Linked DNA regions of Mus musculus: region 1 is linked to region 2. Evidence: chromatin contacts called from public Hi-C data. All regions are on one chromosome and are shown on one strand. Each heading gives the region's core, a stretch centred on a gene start, on an enhancer-like site or on the middle of the called end of the contact. The rest is flanking DNA. Distances are from core to core; before and after follow the strand shown. Region 1 has its middle 30 kb from the start of 4930568G15Rik. Region 2 has its middle 92 kb from the start of Dpt.

What was found. A called contact is a pair of places that touch in the nucleus more often than the background predicts.
Region 1: a Hi-C map of liver shows a contact between it and region 2, with 4 times the contacts expected there. The contact joins two enhancer-like sites. A contact is called at or near these places in 3 of 484 Hi-C or Micro-C datasets (all in liver), 2 of 115 datasets of contacts at active chromatin or transcription factors (cardiomyocytes and kidney) and 1 of 9 other capture datasets (embryonic stem cells).

Annotation. Positions count from the first base shown.
Region 1 is chr1:165,119,290-165,124,153 of GRCm38.p6, forward strand. No RefSeq gene overlaps it. Among named protein-coding and RNA genes, the nearest start is that of 4930568G15Rik, 30 kb to the left of the region's middle. Within about 2 kb of position 1,987, at least 22 of the 459 cell types and tissues checked have an H3K27ac peak or open chromatin away from gene starts, as enhancers often do. A contact at or near this core is called in liver, where this site is marked.
Region 2 is chr1:164,701,874-164,706,765 of GRCm38.p6, forward strand. No RefSeq gene overlaps it. Among named protein-coding and RNA genes, the nearest start is that of Dpt, 92 kb to the right of the region's middle. Within about 2 kb of position 2,333, at least 69 of the 459 cell types and tissues checked have an H3K27ac peak or open chromatin away from gene starts, as enhancers often do. A contact at or near this core is called in liver, where this site is marked.

The DNA.
Region 1 (4,864 bases), core at 737-3,236, 420 kb after region 2:
GGATGCGGAGAAGGTAAGGGAGACGGGAGGACTCAGAACACAGATACTGTCACCCCACTTCACAAGGACACCCCGAAAGCTGTCCACACAGAGCCATACAGAGGGAAAAACGGGGCTCCAGCACTTTCCTGCCCTTAGGAGAGGGAGAATGGGAGAGAGAAGAAGCATCTGCCAGCAGCTGCCCTGCTTCCTGTCCATGGCAAAAGGCCTTTTGTGTTGGTTCCTTGGAGCCTCTGAATCCTGTGACTAAGCCAGCCATCAAGCAAGCTGAAGCACTGGTCTTCAGCAAGAACACTTCTGTGAGGTGACAGCTTTAACCGGCATGGCCTGGCTTCTTAAAAGACTTTGACACCAGGGTTTTGGTTTGTGTTTGTTTTTTAATCTTGCTGGAATAGCAGCTTATACAGGGAGGAAGCAGGGATGGTGGGGGCGGGGCGAGGGGGGGAGGTAAGGATGATATGGGATGGGAATGAATAGGGTGGAGCTCCCAACTTCTAAGGACTTGGTGGTCTGTGCCGCTTTGTCTCTGGACGCCGACCCCAGATTTCCAGAGCCTTAGCAGACTTGTACTTCCTGTGTCCCAATCCTTTCTTCTCCCTCTGGGAGGCAGCCGTGCAACAGGGCTATTATGTATGGCGTTTGCATCCGTTCAACCCACCACCTCCCCAAGGAGCAGAGGGGCCCCAGAACCTCTCATCCTGGATTAGAATACTGCTCCACCCCCTCGTCCTGACACCTGCCTGGGATTCACTTAGTCTCGGCAAGAACTCCCAAATTCCAAATTCCAAAGCCGAGTCTTCATGTTCTTCCCTGCCAAGAAGGCAGAGAGGGGCTCTGAAAGCCACACCCTGGGCTTCTGGCATGTCTTTCCTATACTGAATTGTCAGCAGTAAAGCACCTGGTCCATTACTGAATTAACAGTCTCCCCAAAGATGCTTCATACAGAAGTGGTGGTTTGCTTTGGGGATCTGTTTATTGGTTTTTTGGTTTTTTTTTTGTTTGTTTGTTTGTTTGTTTTGTTTTTAACCTAACCTAAACCAGAACACAGTTCTCATCCAGGCTGTACCAGTTAACTCCACAACCTTAAAGCTGCGAGCCTTATATGGATGGTGATTTCTCTAAAAAGGAAAATTATGCTGCATCACTTTTCTTTCTATCTTTTTTTTTTTTTTTTTTTTTTTTTTTTTTTTTAAGTTCTGCAGCAGGAGGCCTTTACGCAATGCGGGATGTTGGCGAGCCGGGCTTTTGCTGCCCCCTCGTGGCGGCGAGTGTGTATCGGTTTAGAGGCTGCAACTGCGGTAGCTTAGCGGGCAATGCGGTGGGCATAGATGATTTTGTGCAGAGTTCTGAGGAACATGGTTGGCTCTGGTTCAAGGGTGAGAATTACACATTTACAGCTGGGTCTAATGCCTTCCCAGCTACCCATCACCAGGGCAGGCCAGGTTCAGCAGATCTTAGAGGATCCTACCTAGATCACGTAAACCTAGTACCCGCTTCCTCACAGGGCGCCCTCCCTGACCACTACGTCGGGGAGGAAGAGGCACGGAACAGATAGTGTGCTTTTTCTCAGGCCCTACAGTCTCCCGCGGAAAGCAAACGGCTCCAAAACCTAAGCTGTAGAGGGAGAGAAAGAGGTCTCCACTCGAGCCCTGACATGCACACCGCGAAGACTCCGTGCCCGACTTTTCCCCGTCGAGGGCCTGGAGAGAACCCCCTCAACCACCTAAAAGCAAACACGAATAAGAAATTGGTGATGGTGATGACGATGACGATGACGATGATGATGATTTCGCTGAAAATTAGTCCGAGGATTACTGGCTGTCCTCTGTGACACAGAGCCCCAGCTTAGGGACATTCGCACAAGACCTCCCCCAGACTTTTAATAACCAAGCTATGAACTTCCATTCCTCAGAAGGATAGGGGGCAGGACGTTGGATCAATTTGGTTTACCACGAACCGGGAGTTAATGAATAAACCGATTCCCTTTTTTGAGAAAGTAATTTTTGGCCCGGACTGCTCTTGGAACTTCCCTGTGGCCTGTGCTTCTGTTAATGTGTAAGAAGATACTGAGTTGGGCTTCTCATATTCGCTGTGGTATATGCTGTTACAGTTTAATAAAGTACCATGTGGTAGAATTTCATTCAAAAATTTTTTCCACAGATTTATCCCAGGGAATCTAAGAGTCAAGTCCTGGAGAAAGTCTTGTTTAGGTTGACCACACACAGAGAGGGGATGTGAGGTGTCCACTTAAATGGCACCCAAAAATATCAAAGCTTAGTGTCTGGAGGAGATAGATGTGGATGGTGGGATGGCTCAGTGGGTAAATGCAAGTCTGATGATCTGAGTTCAATTCCCAGAACCCTCCTAAAAATGGGAGGAAGGAACTGACTTCACAGATTTGTAGATGGTGGTAGATGTTCTACTGAGTACAACCACAGAAGAAACATGTCTGCAAGCAACACTCAGCCCTGGACCAGCACAGAGAAAAGGGAGGACCCACGTTGACTGGAACCCTGGAAATTGTGTCACAGGAGAGACTCTGAGGACGCTGAATGCCCTGGCTTCATTTCTGGTGCTGTGACAAAAGCAGACTGACAGAGAGCAGTTCAGCTGGGAAAGGGTTTCTTTCTGTTCAAACTCCCAGTCACATCACAGTCACAACCAACAACTGAGAAAAAGAAATGTGTGCATGATCCCTCGCTAGGCGCAGCATGATTTAGCCACTCTTCGGTCAAGGTTGGCTTGGGTATGTGTATTTGGCAGGAGAGTATGTTCCCTGGAGAACAAAGGCTCCCGGAGGCCACTGTACCCCGGGTAGCTGGAGTTGCAGGCAGGTGTGAGCCAACCTGGTATGGATGCTGGGATCTAAACTCCACTCCTTTGTTGTTAACCACTGGGCAATCTTCCCAGCCCCAAGAGCTCCACTCGGAAACAGTTTAGGGCTCCTGCCTAAGACATGGTGCCGCCCACAGTGAGCTGAGAGTTCCACATCAATTAAGTTACATAAGACAGGTCCCTCACAGATACACCACTGGCCAAGCCATGGTAAATAACCTCCCGTTGACATACTCTTCCCAGTTGATTATAGGTTGTCGAAATGGCAGAGCTAACTACGACACCCAGCAAAGAAGAATGAAGACTCGTGGGAAACTGAAGACATGTGCTCACCATGTAGAAGGTTATCGTGCAATAATTGCTTTGGCTTTGCTTGAGACAGGGTAACCCAAGCTAACTTTGAACTCACTAGGTAGCCAAAGGTAACCTTGAACTTCTGATCCTCCTCCCTCCACAAACATGTGCCCCTACTGAAGGGTTTCTGTAATGGCTGGAGAGAGAAGCCAGGGTGCGCTAGGCAAGCACCCTACCAACTGAGCTATGTCCCCAGCCCTGGATAGGAATAACTCTGAAGCAATTAGAAGAAAAACTCAAGATAAAACAAACTTACCTAATTTTATTTAGCTAAGGAAGGCTTCGTGAGAGCGGCTGTACTGACTATCAGAAGTCTAGAGCGCTCTGCTGCCACAGTCTTGGCAGCTGGCCTCGACAGGCAGGGCACAGACACAAGACAGAAAAAAACACATTTGACTGATTAAAGTGGAAAAAGCCAACTTAGAAGTGGGGGGGGGCTTTTTTTAGCCTTTTTATTTATTGGTGTGTGTGTATGTACGTGTATATAATGTGTTATTTGTGACGTGTGTATGATATGTGGGGGGGTGATGTGTGTCTGTGTGATGTGTGTGTAATGTGTGTGATGAGTGTGATATGTGTAGGGGTGATGTGTGTGTGTGGTATGCTATATGTGGTATGTGTATAATTTGTTTGTGTGATTGTGTGTGTGTGTGTGTGTGTGTGTGTGTGTGTGATGTACCACAGTGAGTATGAGAATCAGAGGGCTAATCTGTGAAGTCAGTTCCTTCCTCCCATTTTTGGGAGGGCTCTGGGAATTGAGCTCTTCAGACTTGCATTTACCCACTGAGCCATCCCACCATCCACAAGCGACTTAAAGTCTTACTTATTCCTATTCACAGGAGGCTTCAGTTTGCTTCTGTAGGAACTGAGAAGCCTGGAGTCAGCCAACCTACTGAACCCCAGGTTTCACTTTTGCGCGGGTATGTATTACCATAGTCAACTAGTAGTATTCCCAAAGGGAATGATAGCCAGGTATGATGCCACTGACCATTTAAGATTACATTAAAGGTAACTCAAGCCTGCCCTTCTCGCAGACATGGGAATTAAAGGTACGAAATGGTTGAGATGATCTTCAAATTATCCATCACCCTAGCCTCACGAATATCTTTCTCTTTGTTATCCAGCTGCAAGCCCAGAAATTGCCCCACAGACATCCCATACTGCCTCTGGACTCAATTACTAAGTTCTTCCCTTGGCTCAGGTCCTCATTTGCCTCCATAGATCCAGCCTGGGAGCAGATAAGCCTGGCAGGTATCTATCCTGGGACTCTAAGAGTGTTACATCTTAAACTGACCACCCCCCCCATGCTAATAGAAAACCCCACCCATAGAAAACCCACATCAAATTAAGCAACTGATTCCTAAGCCCAACACCCAGCATTTGACATTTCTCCTTAAGCTGTTGAGAAAATCTAGGACGATCCCAAAATCCCATGGCACCAAGGCTAAAATAATTGTCTGTTGCCTGGAAGCTCATTAGCAGACAATAACCCGAGAAGAGTGCCCGGTTCTCTAACGAAAGTGTTCTTGTTCCAGGAAATGCTTTCCCAGCTGGATCCATAGACCCCAGGTATCACAAGTTGCTGTGTATAGCGCATGCTGATAAGACATCTGGGATACAAAAAGCTTGATTTCTTTCTACAGGAGAGATACTGAATAGCTAAGGAAATGGGCCA
Region 2 (4,892 bases), core at 1,083-3,582:
TTTTAGTAAAAAGGTATGCAATTTGTTTTTTTATTTTATAAGATTACACAGTTAAGAGACTTCATATATTTTGAAGAGAATTGAACTTTTAAACCATTTGAATTCATAAAGACTGGGGACTTTTAGAGTTCTATTTCATATTATAATATTAATGTTATGGGGAAAACAAGAAAGGAAAGGATATGGCTTAAAATGATGTGGTTTTGTGTCAAGTTGAGAAGGGGTAGGCTTATGGTGGCTATTCTTGGTGGTCAACTTGATATACTTAAAGAAGGAACCTCAACTGGGAAATTACTTCCATCCAGTTGGCCTATGGACATGTCTGTGGGACATTGTCTTGATGGAGGAGGGCTCTGACCATTGTGGATAGCGGCATCCTTGGGCTGGTGGTTCTGGGTTGTATAAGGAAGCAGCTCAATAATTAGCAATTCTTATAGTCTCTGTTTCAGTTCCTGCTCCCATGTTCCCAACTTGAGTTACTACCTTGGTATCCCTTAATGATAGACTGATTTAGAGGTGTAAGCCAAATAGCTCCTCTTCTCTCCACTCTCCAAGTTTCTTTAAGTCAGAATGTTGCAGCCTAGCAACAGAAAAACAAGTGATGATAATTCTTTCTACAAAGAAATTTCACATGTCATTAGTTGCTCTTAACATGCACAAGTCTGAAATACAACGTTCTTCCAAAGCCATAAGGAAGGAAATGACTTTCAGAAGAGGTAAGTGACCGTTCAAAGTCACATAGCTCTTTTAGTGGCAAGCCAGTAGTTAGTCTCTTTTTCAGCCATGTACTGGAACTCAGTGACTGATTGAGGAGTGGCAGTAAGTAGGATACTGAAGCCAGATGCCCCAGGTAAAAGCTTTTCTAGGATTCTAACTGAAGAAACTATTCTGAAGGGCATCCTACCCATCCATAGTTCTCTGAAGATTTCGCAAAGGACTGATGGAGTCTGCTAAGTCTCACCTTCAAGTGTGAATTCCGACATGTTTTATATTCATCAAATGTAATGAATAACTATCAACTAACATGAACTATAATAAGAGGAATATAATTAATAAAAACATCTTTGAAAATGTAGGTGCTATCTAAAAGTAAGCACGGCCTTTGCTATATTTCATATCAACGACAGCATAGTAACCAATAGCTTGAGGCTTCAGTTACCGTGGACATCTGACATCTGTCCATGGGCCTCCTGGGTAAATCCTAAAGGAGCTGCCTGGCATTGAATGCATTTATTTTTCTAACTAGAGAAGCTACTAACACATATAACCCTGAAGATCAACATATCAGTATCTCAGCTCCACCTCCAGTGTTGACTGCCAATCCGCTCTGAGGTTTTCATGAAATAATTTATGCATGTCAGGACCACACTTTATGATCACCCAGAGGTTTATATTTCATGAAACACTGTCTACTTTGAGCCTACTAAGAGTCCTCGCAAAATGCTGATCACAGCCTCATGCTATAGCGGTCAGGTAAGTTAGGGAGTCAAGTCTTGGTCTTACAAGAGTCAGTTTAATGAAAAAGATAAAAATTATACATGTACCTGAGCTTGTGAGTACTCATACACCTCTGTATATGGCACACACACACACACACACACACACACACACACACACACACACTTCTATGATAGAAAAAAAAGCAGCTAATGTATATTTTATATGGGAGAGTATCAGAAAACATATTGGTATTAAACTGAGAGAAGCAGTACAGACTCAAAGGTAGACCATCTAAAAGGACTTTAACTTGTATCCTTTGGTTCTAAGTTCAAGTGTTTTCTCTCACCCTTTGCTGCATGTTTTACTGTTTGCCCATTCAAAGCAGGCATGGCTAGTGTAATGTTTAACTATAGACAAATGACTTTCCCCTGTTCCAAAGGCATTTAGTAGGGGTGACAGAGACACGTGATTGCCTGAATAGCTCTAAAGTTCAAGGAACCTCCAGCTCCTGTAACAATAACCTTATGTTCCCAGGATAAACAGCTAGGGAGAGGAAGATAGCTTTCCCCACGTGTCTGGAAGTTCCTAGCTTTTCTGAACCCCACTGTGGTAAAGTCGCCAGTATTTCCTGATCCTTGTACTAGGCCTGTTCTTCAATTACCCATCAGTACTGTCTCACAACGATACCAATCAGGTCCTAGGTGATTCTGGTCTGAGCACATTACAAGGATGTGATGTATAAGTTGTAATTGTTCCAAGTGGCTCAATGTAGGTAAATGTTAGTCCATTTAGGTACAGACTTTACAAAAACTGCAGTCCCCTAACTCATAAAGATGACCTCTAACTCATAACTGAAGTGTTCCGCTGCCCAAGAATGGAGACGACCTGGTTGTCAGTGGAGATTTAGGAACTGGCTGTTCCATTCATTGTGGAGCAAAGGTGGGTGATTCTAACTCACCTGCTCCCTGATTGATTGCCCGGCTGCTGACGATTGGCTGTTTGGGTTGGGACGAAGCAGTGACCATTTTGTTTTTGTAAGCCAAAAAAAAAAAAAAAAAAAAAAACAAAAACAAAAAAACAAAACAAAAAAAAATCAACCAAAACAAAACCCACAAAACAAGCAAACAACGCATGGCACCTCTTCATGAGGTGTTTGCCTCTGTTGGTTCTGTGTCTTCTCAGCCCTGTAGCAGGAAGGAAGCAGCCTGTTAGGGTTGGTGACTTACACAGAGCCATTCTCTGGTTTCCCTTTTCTTCTGGATGCCACAGTGATAGGTAGGGGGCACACTGCAGGGGCTAGCACTGCCTGCCAGAGAAAGGGAAGCATCACGAAGTCAATGCGGGTCTAGGAACTAGGACAAAGCTTGACCTTGAACATACCCTGTTTGCTTCATCTGAGAAACACAAGTATTCAGAGGACAAGAGCCGTGAGGCCTTCCAAAGTGGCCACTCGAACGAACAACTCCAAGACCAAGAGGGAAAGGGACAAGTTGAGCGCCAGCAAGCAGTTTTTGCTAGGCATACCCAGAATGAGCCTGTTTATTCCTGGGCCTTTACATTGCCATGGCAACCAACATGGCCATGCGCTGCGTGTATTGTGTTTACTACCCTTTACAGGGCTCAGCACAGTGCTGCCGACACATAACAGAAAATCAATGAACACTGTCGAATGACCTTTGTAGCTATCTATTTATGGTGAAATCTCATTAAACCACTTCTTTCTCTACAGACAAAAGGAAAAAAAAATCAACTCAGCCTTGACACTTGGGTAAATAAGGAAAAGAGGTGCGTACAGGCAAAAGGACGAATCAAAATCTTAAGAACTTTTGAAAGGTGTGCATATGTTTATTTCTCTCTGTTATGCTATAGTTTACCTTTCTGTTATTTCTACATTTCTTTTGCTTGTCCGTCTTTCTCTCCTTTGATGAGAGACAAGTACTCATTATGTCGTTGAAGTTACCCGAGGACTTGCTATGTAGCCTAGGCTGACCCTAATTCAAAACTTCCCCATTTTAATGTCTCTAGTGCTGGAATGAAAAGCACGTATCTCTGTGCTCAGCTCTATTTAACTTTCTATAATTAAAATGTGTGCTGACTTTTATAGTGAAAAAAAAAAAAACCCGTAGCAAACGTTCCAAAAATATAAAATCCTCTTTAAAAAAATCATCTGTCTTCTGGAGCAATAGCAACTATCTACTGATTCTGTAATGTCTGGTCGAAAGGTGGCTAGGGGTAGACTTATGTGCATGGGTCTAAAAGAGAGGTTACATCATTCTATAACAGGCAGAGGATGTATTTAATACATTTTCCCAGTATAAAAACATGATGCAGTTCTAACATGAACAGGTACAGGAGTGATTTTTCCATCTGATTAATTCTGTAGCCTTATATCTCTATCTGGGCTCATCTCCTTACATCCTGCGTGACTTAGCTTTGTTTTCTGTTACTATAACTGAGTATTCCTGGTTGAGTGACTTATAAAGCACAGAAGTTTCTTTGGCTTTGGTTCCAAGGTCTAGGAATCCAGAATGGTCATTTGAGTATCACCACATGGTCAAGGGCAGCAGGTAAAATAGAGCCAGGGTCCTCGAGGGTCTCTTTCTCCTCCTGGTGAAAAGAGGAAGACAGAGATATCAGTCTGTGACCTCATCTAATTTTAATTACCCACTGAAGGCTTTATCTTCAAATACTATCAACATAAACTTGGGAACTGAGTTTTCAACATATGAACGTCGGGAGAGCAGTCAAAGAACAGCAAGCACCCTGACTCCCCCGTGTCACTTCCTGATGAGGGGAATTTTCGTCCACTGCTGTGTCTTTGCACTTTCTCATTGTATAAACCATCCCTTGCATGTTCCTTTGCTCCCTGAGGACCTACCATAAACCCAAGTGCCAGCACTGACCACTCTCTGGCACCTTGGAATATCTGATGGATGAATCTGAGAAGAACACTGGCCACTTCCGGTGAGTTCTGGTGACATGCTCATGGCAACTGTTGTCACGGTGGCAGAAGAAAGGATCATGAAAAGGTTTACTTAAAATGGTAATGGAAGTCAGAGAAAAAGTGAGAACTCACTGTAGCCAACTCCTAGAGACGTAAACTACTTTGTCGTTTCCATGGTGACTTCTGGCTTTCCTTTATTGTTTTTTTTGTCTGGAAATATCATCTGAGGTGATGCTGTCTGTATCTGATCTGTCACGTTTTTTTTTTTCTTCAACAGCAAGACCACCCAAGTCAGTGTCTGCGCTGCTATTTGAGTCTTTACCTGATAAATACAAAGCGAGACAACTTTCCCCTTGAGTTTATAAAATAACTCTGAGAAAAACAACTCTGAGATGTTTCTTAATGTGTGAGCGCTCACTATAAAGTCCTCAAGATGGATAGGATAACGACAGTAGCACATTTGTGACATCTACCAACATTTGCGAAGCATCCACCATGTGCCAGACAC